Linked DNA regions of Hordeum vulgare: all the other regions are linked to region 1. The links are chromatin contacts, called in public Hi-C maps. All regions are on one chromosome and are shown on one strand. The core of a region is the stretch at or near the end of the contact, and the rest is flanking DNA. Distances in the headings are between cores, read along the strand shown. Region 1 holds the start of LOC123412213 (oxysterol-binding protein-related protein 4C-like). Region 2 holds the start of LOC123407045 (calcium-transporting ATPase 5, plasma membrane-type-like). Region 3 holds the start of LOC123406943.

Region 1 (3,933 bases), core at 657-3,156:
TCGGTAAGAGCAACTTCAATGGGGTGATTCATTTCGTCCGTCGTCGTCCGTTTTGGTCGGTGCGAACAAAAATAATGGCCCAACGCGTCGACCCATTGCCAAAATGCGTGTGCTTCGCGTCCGCGCCGACCCATTTGCGGCCCAAATTTAGGACTGAAATACGTCGACGCGGACGCGTGCGTCCCCCCCCCCCCCCCCCCCCCGCGCGGTGTCCGCCCCAACCACCGCAGTCAACATTATTTATGACGGTCGTCATCCTCGGATCCACACGTTAGCGACCGCGGCCGGCCTTTTATAATCCGAGCGTGCGGTGGGTTCCGCCATCTGCTTCCAGAACCTCGCCCGTCCACATCCAGCCACCTCCTCGACGACCAAAACCCTAGCACACCATGGCCGGTGGCTTCCCAAACAAGGGCAAGACCCCGCTCTACCCCCCGCGCCATCTCCCCGTCGGCGTCCTCCCATTGGCCTCGCCAGCGCGTGAGCGTCTCGGTGCACCAAGCGCGGTGGCACTGGGAGCACCGCGTGCCGCTTCCTTACCCCCGATGTCACGTTGTCCGCGGCTGGCATCTGGATCCGGAGAGGATTTCGGTGCCGGCTGTGCCGCGGTCGGCGTGGGTGCATGCGGAGGAGATGAGCCGCCATCGGCATGTGCTGATGGCGGAGCAGCGGCGAGACCCTACGTACGCGGCCGACTCCCCTAACTGGGAGGTGTGGTTCGCGATGGAGCACGGGAAGCAGTGTCGTCGTGACGTGCGCGAAGTGCAGCCAGGAGGCCCTCCGTCGTCCCCGCCTGTCGTCAGCGACGAGGACCAGGAGGCTGAGGCCGCCTACCAGGCGGCGCTCGCTGTTGTTCTCCGCGACAGCAAGGAGGAAGCGCGGCGCAGGGCCGACGAGGAGGTGGCGTACCAGCAGCAACTCGCGGAGGCCATCGCGCTGTCGGCCGCCGGCGACTGCGTCGTGCCACCTCCACCGAAGCCCGAGCCCACGGAGCTGCGGGAGTTCTACCAGTGGACCGGCATCGTCTAGGAGTTCGTCACTGTGCCGCCCATCTGGCTGGGCGCGACATCGCAACAGGAGCAAGCGTACCTCGAGCAATGGAGGGCGCAGCACGCCGAAGGCCTTTGGCTCATGAAGGTGGAGAAGGAGGCGGAGGAGGAACGACGAGAGGCGGAGGCGGAGGACACACGATGGAGACGCAGACAACTGCGCTCTGGAACACGACGTTCCCTTGGGCCGGCCCTGCGCCTACGTTGGTCGACCTCATCGGCCCCGATGATGACGACGACGCCTCCTAGGGCGGCCCTCGTAGTTTTAGTTTTTTTTATGTTTAATTAATGTAATGCGGACGCGTGGACTCTCGCCGTCTTCGTGGCCTGTTTTTAATGTTTAATTATGCATTTATGTAAAAAAAATCGCACGCCGGTAAATATGGGTCCGTCCAGCGTTGGGCGCACGCGCCGACCAATTTACGAAAGCGGATGTTCGTGTCGGCGTGACCGACTCAAACGAATAAAAAGCGTACGAAATCGCCGTCCGTTTGAATCGGTCCGTTGGAGTTGCTCTAAGTTGTTTGTATAACTACTCCCTCCGTTTCTAAATATAAGTCTTTTAAACGATTTCACTAGGGGTCCACATACGTAGCAAAATGATTGAATGTATACTCTAGATTATGTCCATATACATCCGTATATACTCTATTAGTGAAACCTCTAAAAACACTTATATTTAGGAACGGAGTACTTACTTACTAAGCAAGGCATAATTCTTCATCTAAAGGTAATGAACACATAAGCCTCATTGGTATTTCAGTCTACAAACCACGCTTCATTCCTCTTTTTTTTTTTTTTTGCGCCCACCGTGGGGCACATTAAACCACGCTTCATTCAACGTGTCTATTTTTTTTTTCATTTTCTCCTGTCCAATCGTCAAAAGAATCTGGATCAGAAATAATCCAGCCTTTGCCGAACCTTTGGAGGAGCCGGAAAAATGTAAGCATACAATTATTTTTGTGAGGGCAGGTTGCCTTTTCAACTAGTACTACTTAATTGTTTTTTTTTTCTAAACTCTCTCCAACATGTTTTCTCTCTGCATTAACGAGGCATCGATAATATGGAGGGGACAGTGGCGCGCGCGTCCTCGCGGCTTGCACTGGCCCGGAAAGGAGGAATCGTTTTGGCCTGTGCCCGAGAATGGGTTAGCGTTCACACGCACCCAACCACCGAGACACGGAGAGGCCGACGTCACCCCGCGCGGCCGCCGCATCGGCTCAGATAGAGGCCGTACCTCAAGGAAGGCGCGGCCGCAGCGACGGGCTCCAGAAACACGCGGCCTTCATCGAAACAGAGAGAGAGAGAGAGAGAGAGAGGGCGTGTATAAATAGGCACGCGCGCATGCTAAAAAAGAAAGGAAGGAAGGAGATCAATCCAGCGATTTGCTTGCTTCTTCCCCGCCCGCCCTTATCGAGGATTCCACCCCGCCCCACGCAGCATACAGAGGAGGAGGAGGAGGAGGATCAATAAGAGATACTTCCCTCGACAACGAGAAGATCGCCGCAGGCCAGGGAGGAGGAGGTCGAATCAAGGAGAGCTCGCGTCGGGGATTGGAGCTCACGCCAACCATGGTACGTCCTCTTCTTGCACGCTTGACCGCTTCACCGCCGAAGGCATACGCAACTACGCATGTCTGGGCGGCGGAGGCGGCGAGAGCAGCAGATTCTCTCGATCGAGGATTTGGGGCGGCGCTTGAGGCGTCAGGTCGTGGCCTGCGTCCACGTCAGGGTTGCGAATATCGCCGATGCTTTTACCTCTAGCCCCGCCCGCCGTCCTCACCTTTTTGTCCTACCGTGCCATTTCCACCGTCCGCATTTACCTTTTCTGTTTGGGCGATTCCACACGTACTCTACTTATTACTGGGCGGTAAAGCTGATTATCCGTTTTCCTTTCGGAAAACACACCAGAAAAGTCATAAACGCCTGCAAAATCAACACAGGGCGATCGAGCTAAGTCTGTGACGTGAGATTTGAGATTTTCTTTGACGACCTCGTGCGTCTGGTCGTGATGTAACAGACGGCTAGAGGAGAGGCCACCTTTCCTTTTCTTTGCGACGAAGAAAGAGGAAGGGGCACGAAACGGAGTTCCCTTCCGTTCCATCTCCTTTCTTAGCCGCGTCACCGGGAGCGTACACACCCGTGTAAATGCAACGCCAACAGACGCACACACACATAGCACCAGCTTTCGGTTGGCCGGCCAAGAGCAGCAGCAGAATCTTCAGCCGGCACTGACCTTTTCCTGACTTCATTTACGCAGTATTCATATACTAGCACATACACACACCTAGCTACTACATATTCGACGGCATATCATGGACACATGAAAGGGAGGGAAACCATCTCCCAGCCTGAGACAAGTGACAGCCACGCCCACACGGGGTTTGATTTCGGTTCGTTCCCGTTCATCGGTCAACTCGATTGGACCCGACTTTTCTTGGAACCTCCCCTCCAAGGAAAGGAGACCTGAATCTGAATGCAACAAGCAAGAGCCTACATGGGGCGACGACGACGACCACGACCGATCGCCCGTTTCTTGGTTGCCACTACTATTTGTATTTAGCACTATATAACTTCATATTTGGAGCTCATATACGTCAGTATCTGACTGTATTAGTTGATTGAATGCAGGTTGAATCGGAGATCGACGCATCGGCGGCAGCCACCGCCACGGCCAGGGCTTCGGCGGCCGTGCTCACCGCGCCGCTGTCGCTGGAAGGGGGCCTCGCGGCGGAGCTCCGTCCGGCCAACCTTGTGCAGCGGGTACTCAGCCTCTTCGGGAACGTCAGGCCAGGCTCCGATCTCTCACACTTCCAGGTAAAAACAAACACCACTGCTGCTCACTCTCATATGTGATTCACTTGATCCTACAAAATCATGCATGT
Region 2 (3,933 bases), core at 520-3,019, 660 kb before region 1:
TTTTTTGTTGTTGTTTTTTTGCGAAAATGATCCAGATCTATTATCAAAGTTCACTAGAAGTACAAAGCATCTCAAACATAATAAAAAATACATCGAGATTCTGAGACCACCGAACGACCCCTACAACCGACATAATGAGCCGCCGACGTGTCATTGTCACCGCTCCACTACCGGAGCCGGCTTGACCTTGTCGATGACAGCCAGGAAGTCTTCGTGCACGTGACTCTAAGGACCAGCCCCCTGGAGCCACAGTCGTCGCTGTTGAACCCTTGAATAGACCTGAAGCACCTGACACCAAATCTCGCCACATGACGAGAAAACCTAACCTCACCGCCCCAAGGAGACGGCAGGAATCTATACCGGAGCTCCATCGACTACGTCCAGATTGAGGAACTTGAGGAGGATCGGAGCCCGGAAGATAAACTCCAAGAAGAAGCGTCGTCGCCACCCGCCTGAGAGCCGCACCTGCGAGGACTAAAAACCCTAACCTAAATTACTAACCGGAATGGAGGCCGGGATTCCACTCCCCGCCACCGGCTGCCGGAGCGGCGAGCAAAGGGGAGGCAGATACACGGGCTTGCCAGCAAAGCCTGGAGAGGAGAGTTTACGCTAGCCCCCAAGGGATAGGGGAGGGAAAGAGAAGCCCTAGATTTACAACTTCTCTTCCAGCAGGACAAAAGTAGGTTATATGCCGTCTAACAAAACCTGGTTAGTTGTAGTATAAGTGTGGTTTTATAGCTGTAGTACAAGTGTTACTGTTTGCTTCCTTTTGTGATGTCCCCCTATACATGAAGGATACATGAACTACCCAAACCTGTGAATACCACAAAAACTAGTATTCTTTGGATGAATGGATGACAGACCTCTGGTTTCAGCTTGTGTTTTCAGTTTTATGAGAAGTTGTTTGCCGCTCTGTGCATGTGCACGGCAGTAAAAAAAGGTAGTGTCACCAAACAGACTCCAATGCCTTGACTTACAGGAAACGCGGACAAAAAATGAACGTAATATGTAAATCATGGGGTCAATGACATGTCAGTAAACCTCAGCGCAGTGTATCCACTAGACCAAAAAGCATTAGTGTTTGATTGTTCCTCTTGTACCCCCTTTTCTTCCTGCGCAGAATCAGCACGTCCCAGTTCCGGCCAGGACGGAATCAACACCAGAATGGCGATAATTTGGGCATTTTGCTAACCAGCAGAGTCCGGCCTAGATCACAGTCTGACGGGAAAGGGTAAGGTGAGGAAGGATCCCGTACCCTCCATCGGAGCAAGCTGTCGTGGGATGCGTTCTTATGGGGTATATCGAAGGCGTCGCCGAACTCCTCCTCCTCCTCCCCCTCCGCGCCCGCCGCACCCTCCGGCCTGTCCCGCTCCGGCGAGCGGATCTCCGGCGGCGTCGGCGAGCTCCCGAGCGCCATGCCCACCAGTCAGCCGCTGCGTCCGCAGCAGCGCTCGCAGGAGAGATGACAACGACGACCAGAAACCCCCGCCGCCCACCCTGCACCTGCAGACAAACACACACAAGATCACTCGCTCAGACAACCAAATCGCCACGGGATCGATAGAGCGCCGCGCCGCCTCAGGGATCACTGGCCTCACCTCCCGCGCCAGCCGCCAAGGTTCTAGAAGGTTCCACGGGCTCAGCAGCTGCGTTGCGGCTTCGCCACTGTGGGTGCGGTGCGTGTGTGTGTGTGCGCGGCGGAGCTTGGTGATTTGTTTTGTTTTTTCTCTCTCTGCGCCCCGGATTTCGGTCGCGAATGGGGACTCGTTCTCGAGGAGATTGTTCGGGGGAAGCTTCCACGAAGCTGCGGCCGCCCCGCCAGCCCCCTCCCTCGCTGCCACGTGGGCCCGGCTGAAGCATCGGAGCGGCCGAGCTCGTACCGGCCGGGCGGGGCAACGTGGTGGGAGCCCGCCTGTCAGTGGGAGTCGCGGCTCGGCGCGGGAGGCTCGGATCGGAGGAGGAAGGGGGGGTTTGGCGCGGGCGCGGCGGGGCGTGGGCCGGCCGGTTTGAAATGGGAATGGGAGGGGCCACTGGGAGCCGTTGGATCGAGCCGATAGACGGCCGGGATGCGACGTACAGCGTGCGTGTCAAGAACTTGCCTGACACGTGAGCGTGATAAGGAAAGATGTGATAGTTTCATGCCGTCGTTGCGGTGTGTGTGCGTGTGTGTTTTTCAGTCAAAGGGAAAAGTTAGAGATGATTGTTGCCTCTTGTGTTCTACTAGTACGTCTTTGAGTGGCATAAATATTGATACTTGGCCTCTTTGACATGATTTTGTATTGTATTGACTCTTGAGATGGTTTTGTATCTTGGTTACTAATGAGATTTGTTCTGAGTTCAAAATAGACTTGAACCGGAAACAGACAACACCGGAGGGAGCAGTAGATTTTAACTCAAAAGAGATATGCTGTTGAGTTGTTCTTTTAAGCTCCATGAATAGTCGCCACACTACTCTACTAGTTGGCCACTAGGGCGCTCACAAACGAAACATGCCGCGGGATACGATGGATCTGGGGTCAAGTGGCCAGCGTGGGTCACGGGCTGCTTGTCACCTTCCAACAGGAGAGTTTTTTTTTTTTTTTGAGGCAAATTCCAACAGGAGAGTTGGCCGGCGGAAACGTGGAATTGGTTGCCCTTTCCCGGATAGATCCATTGCCGGTCAACAATAGAGACGGGGGGGCTGGTAAGCACAGAGAGTAGGACACTGACACTGTATTGTTTGTTCGGACGAAGTCCGCATCACTCGTTTTATTGTTTGTTCGTACGAAGTCCGCATCACTCGTTTTCTGTGGCATACGGGGCAGTCCACATTGCTTAGGCCTGATACAATGCAATGTGCTTAGGAAAAGTGCTTAAAGAAATAAATCAATTTTCTAAACACCTGTGCTTATTTATATGGGTAGACGTTTAGTTAGGCAGGGTTTTTAGAAATAGACACCGATGCTTCAGAAAAAACTGATTTATTTTTCTAAACACCTAGCATTGTACAAGGCCTTGACCACTCTTTAAACAATCCCAGCACCTCAAAACAATTGAGGGCATGCACAATGATATCATTGATAAGCCAAAACATTGTCACTTAAACCCTTCAATTAATCTAAAGAAGACAATAAAAATATAATGTGAAAAATATTTTTATATTATGAGACGAATGAAGTTTTATACAATAGATTATTTCTTAAGTCTTATCTCTCGTAACTAAGTACTCCCTCCGTCCGAAAATACTTGTCCTAAAAAATAAATAAAATAGATGTATCTATAATTAAAATAAGTCTAGATACATCCATTTCTAGGACAAGTATTTCCGGACGGAGAGAGTATATCCTTAGATATACGGTAAGACATGGTTGCTAAAAGGTCATCTCTTAATTAATCTAAAAAAGAAAAGAAAAAAGTCATCTCTTAATTAAGATAAGACTTTTTTTCTGGTTTCTTTTTCTCGACATCAACATTTATGCTACACGGCACTCCTCTCAGATAGCACCATTGCTCGTTCCGTCGATTGACAAGGACGAACCGATTCGTGCCGGATCTGGACGAGCCTGCACAAGCCATTTAGCTAGCTGGGCGCTTTCACGCAGGTCCGGAGATCTGCACATGGTTTTCCAGATCAGGCCAAAACGTACACACTGGAACGGTCCGGAGTTCCAGGAAACACAACTTCTGAGCAGTTTTGACCGATCAGGGTTTCCATCTACCAACCGTTTGCCTGTATATAAATTACAGATTGCATACACAGTGAGGAATATTTGGTCTTGAATTCTGGATACGGCAGCAGAAGACCTCTACTCTAGGTGGTAGGAATTTTGAAAAGATAAAAAATTCTGTTGGAAATACACCGTCCGCATGTTACTCCACCACCGTGAAACTACTAGATATCAGCAAGGTCCCTTTGCGGTGGTGGTATCTTCCACGGTTTCAAAGATTAAAAGG
Region 3 (3,933 bases), core at 564-3,063, 560 kb after region 1:
TATGCTATGCGATGGCTACTTACCATAATGGCATGCGCTCGTCCATAATTCCATTCTCGACCGGCTGCTAAATTAACCAATTTAATTTGTCAATGTCACCGAGAGGTAAAACGCACGTCAACAACAACAACAACTCTACTTGCTTGTGCAGCACGCGGGTTTGTAACCCTAAACGCTAGCTCCTAATTTGCTCCAACGTCGTCAGCTGCTGCAGCAACATGTAATAATAATCAATTAAGGGAGACAACCACACCTTCAATCGAGCAATCAAGCATGTATATTACTCCCTCTGTATCATAATATTTATTGTTGAAGAGAACTAATCTAGTTCTTTCCAATAACAAGTATTAGAAACAGAAGAAGTAAAATAAATCATATATAGATGAGTATGTTACCAAGATTATGAATTGGCTTTATTTTCGTAGCAACTTCTCTTGGCATCTTCATAGGAAAGCGTTTTTACTTTTTAGTACCATTGCTAAATGGAGCTACATGATGTTCGGCACCCTCTTCTATTGCATACGCCATGTCGAGGGGATTACTAGAGTTCCTTTTAGATATGTGAACGATTTTAAGATGATGATGAAGTGTATATAATGTCGTATGGTGCATGGTGGCACCACCGAGGCACAACTAATGCACTTAACATGGTATTGAACACGCTTCTACGATACATCTACCCTTGATGAATGAAATGTCTCTTTTCTCCATTCGACATCTTTCATTGCATGTATTCTTTGATCCATCCTTATACTCTTGTCGTGCCTTCATTGTATCCATTACGGAGCTTCCTGAGGGCAAAACCAGGCCGTGGCCCGTCCAGATCCAGAGAAAAATAACATTTGTGTACATGTAACAAATCAATCCAATAGCAGAAGCACTGCCAAACTCTCCCCGCATCCATCCAGGACGCATCACTGCCACACATCCAGCTTGGCCCGGCTGCCAACGACGAGCTACCTAGGCAATGAGCTCAAGACCGCAGAATCAGTCAGCTAGCTCACAAGAATTTTCTTTTCCTTTTTTCTTCCAAATTTTACTTCAGGACACATTGTATCGATACCAATTTCCCTATGTAGCCAATCTGAAATTTCACTGACTAATGCATACTTATTGTGTGGCTTAGAATCATCTTTTTTTGGCTCGCCCACATTATTTGCCGTCGCTCCGCCACTGGTTGTATCACCAATTTATCAACCCTTCGACCAACCATTGCTCTAACGAACTTAACATTATGAACTTACTATCACTTTTTAATGGCTGTCCTCAAACCAGGAATGACGCTGCAATCGCGAGGATTAATATCCGACGAACTAATTGATACATGTCAAATCATGCTCAACCTTAAACCTAAACGACCGAACAAGGATGCGTCGATGAAATGAAACGATGAGTAAAGAAACAAGAATAACGTGCAATGCTACAATCAGTTACGGTATTCGTAAGACGCTGTCGTTCAATATTTAACCGTTCCACCAAAACGAGCCACAAAAACAAAAGGTAGCAACAACGTCATCTTTGCTCCTTCCTCTCAATCTCTCATCCATACATACATGCCCCCTTAACCACGGTTAGACACACCCACAAACATCCAAGCACCGATATTTCCTTTAAAATCACACAAATGTATTTTAAGAGAACCTCATTAAAGAACAAGAAAATGCCAAATAAGCCTAGCCACCTTGCCAATCACCACTCTCCTAGTCATCATCATCATCCATCACCTCCCTCTTGCCAACTGCTCTAGTGCCAATAGAGAACAAAATCCTCAACCTCTTCTATAGATTCCCTCTCCTATTAAAAGAAAGAAATAAAAAACTACTACTATAACCGAGAAAATAATAAGAGGAGACCTTCCCTTCTTCTCCTCCGGCCTAACCCACCCCACCCCACCCCCTCTCCCTCTCCTCCAAGCATCCACCGTCCCGGCCAAATCAGCCCCCTCCCCCAGCTGAAGCAAGAGCGCCATTCCCGCGGGTACAGAGGAGGAGAGGAGAATTCACCTCCCCGTAACCTCTCCGTCCCCCAAAATCCTCCGAAAACCTAATCTCCGTCCCCGGAAAGATCCTCCTTTTCTTGGTTTCCACTTGCTACAGATAAACAAAGCTATATATAGCGTTTTGGCCACGTTTCTTGGCCTCCGTTGTGGGTTGTTGTTAATTCGAGGGAGTCCAATCCGCCTGCGACTGAAGGGGCCCGGCCATGGCGGAGGAGGAGAGGCGGCGCCGGTTCTCGAGTCTACGCAGCGTCCGCTGGCGGGTCGATCTCGGCATCCTGCCGGCGGCGCCGGAGGCGTCCGTCGAGGAGCTCCGCCGCGCTGCCGCCGATTCGCGCCGGAGGTGAGCCCGCCATCCCTTGTTCCCGGGCGTTTGTTGGTGTTTTGTCCTTTTGCGGCAGGACTCTGTTCCGTTCTGTTTTTCTTGCTTAGCTGGTTCGCTATTGTCACGGCTTTCATTTGATTCTTGCGCGGTCAAGTGTTGATTTCGTCCAGATGGTTGTGTTTGTTAGTAAATTAATGCAGTCACCGGCTGCTAATGCATCTAGTTTGGTTGTGTTCGAATGAAATACATCATATAGCTAGTCGATTGTTAGATTCCTGATTGTGTCGGTGTTTTCTTGCACATGGTCAGATGCCATATTTGTTTCATGAGATGAAATTTCGGCGAGATAGATTGGTGCTGTTAGTGATCTGTAAATGATTGGCGCCATGAATTCCGCTCCTTGCTATTTTTTGTGTGCCAGTTCATGCGAAAGTCACCTAAGAATGACATGTTTAACTTGTTTCATGTTTGTTGTAGGTATGTTAGTTTGAGACGTCGTGTTCTGGTAGACCCTCATGTTCCAAAGGAGGAGGCTAGATCACCTAACCTCATCGTGGACAACCCGCTCTCTCAGAACCCAGGTATGTGATCCTTAACATGATCTTGTGAATTGTGATGATGACATGGTAAACAAACTACAACGATGATATCTTTGAACATGGATGACTTGTTATCTGCTACAAACACTTGCCATCACGGATTCATACTGCAAAGTGTTTTCCTGAATTCCTGTGGGTTGCTGTGCACTTCATTTATTAAACGATGAGTAGTGCTTGACTGGTGTTATTTAACACATTAAGATAGAAATATGTACTCCTTTTATTAATTTATTATTGTTCATAATTATTTATTAGGGCTCTTTTCTACTGGTATAATTACTGGTGTAGTGGCTATGCTAGGGCCTAAGACTACTCACAATGAGAAGTAACATAGAGTAGTAACATGCATATGTTACTAGCCTAAGTTACTACCTTCACAATGAATAGTAACATAGGGGTAGTAACATTGAGCCTTTTATTTATTAGCTTATAGACTCATCTTGCCTTGGTATGCGTTATGTTACTCATAGTAGAGCATGGTTAATAGTATAGCCAACTGCTGGCTATAAGCAGTCTTATAGCCCACCTTATAGTCAGCTTGTACAATAGTTAGCTATAAAAGAGTACTACTTTTATCATATATGGTCCACGTTTCATTCTCACAAAGCACCTAGGAGCACGTGCTAGAGCTGGCTCTTCACGAAGAGCTCGTTTCCCTTCTCTCTCCTCTTCTCTCTCATCCAACTCAGCAGAAATATAATATTTTAATCCTTACAGCCTGCTGACCGGACCTTATTGTACTTGCTCGTATGAGTAACTAGCTAAGTTACTCAATTTCTCTTTCTTCTCATTAATTAGTTGCCATATCATATTTTTTGCTTAGGTGGCATCTATGTTAGTACTATCTATGTTACTCCCATTGTAGGTAGTCTAAGAGGGGGGATGAAACGTATCATTCAGAGTGTGAATAGCTTGCTCACACAAAAATGTATACTTGTCTATGATGATATGTAACAAAAGCCAAGTGTTGCTTGATACTTTGTGGACAGCTCTGATTCCAAGTTTCCATCTTG

What was found. Hi-C and Micro-C count contacts between places; a contact is called where the count stands out from the background.
Region 2: a contact with region 1 is called in a Hi-C map of leaf, with 5 times the contacts expected there. The contact joins the promoter of LOC123407045 here to the promoter of LOC123412213 in region 1. A contact is called at or near these places in 3 of 6 Hi-C or Micro-C datasets (leaf and seedling) and 1 of 1 datasets of contacts at active chromatin or transcription factors (embryo).
Region 3: a contact with region 1 is called in a Hi-C map of leaf, with 4 times the contacts expected there. The contact joins the promoter of LOC123406943 here to the promoter of LOC123412213 in region 1. A contact is called at or near these places in 4 of 6 Hi-C or Micro-C datasets (leaf, seedling and an unstated tissue).

The regions. Positions count from the first base shown.
Region 1 is chr7H:190,117,246-190,121,178 of MorexV3_pseudomolecules_assembly, reverse strand. It overlaps LOC123412213 (oxysterol-binding protein-related protein 4C-like), which reads left to right and starts at 1,906. Exons shown (of 5, transcript XM_045105154.1): 1 at 1,906-2,623; 2 at 3,680-3,865. The coding sequence starts at 2,621.
Region 2 is chr7H:190,777,018-190,780,950 of MorexV3_pseudomolecules_assembly, reverse strand. It overlaps LOC123407045 (calcium-transporting ATPase 5, plasma membrane-type-like), which reads right to left and starts at 1,769. Exons shown (of 35, transcript XM_045100081.1): 1 at 1,599-1,769; 2 at 1,256-1,503. The coding sequence starts at 1,417. It overlaps LOC123407046 (serrate RNA effector molecule-like), which reads right to left. Exons shown (of 12, transcript XM_045100083.1): 12 at 3,688-3,933.
Region 3 is chr7H:189,554,726-189,558,658 of MorexV3_pseudomolecules_assembly, reverse strand. LOC123406943 reads left to right here and starts at 1,813. Exons shown (of 5, transcript XM_045099961.1): 1 at 1,813-2,339; 2 at 2,799-2,902. The coding sequence starts at 2,203.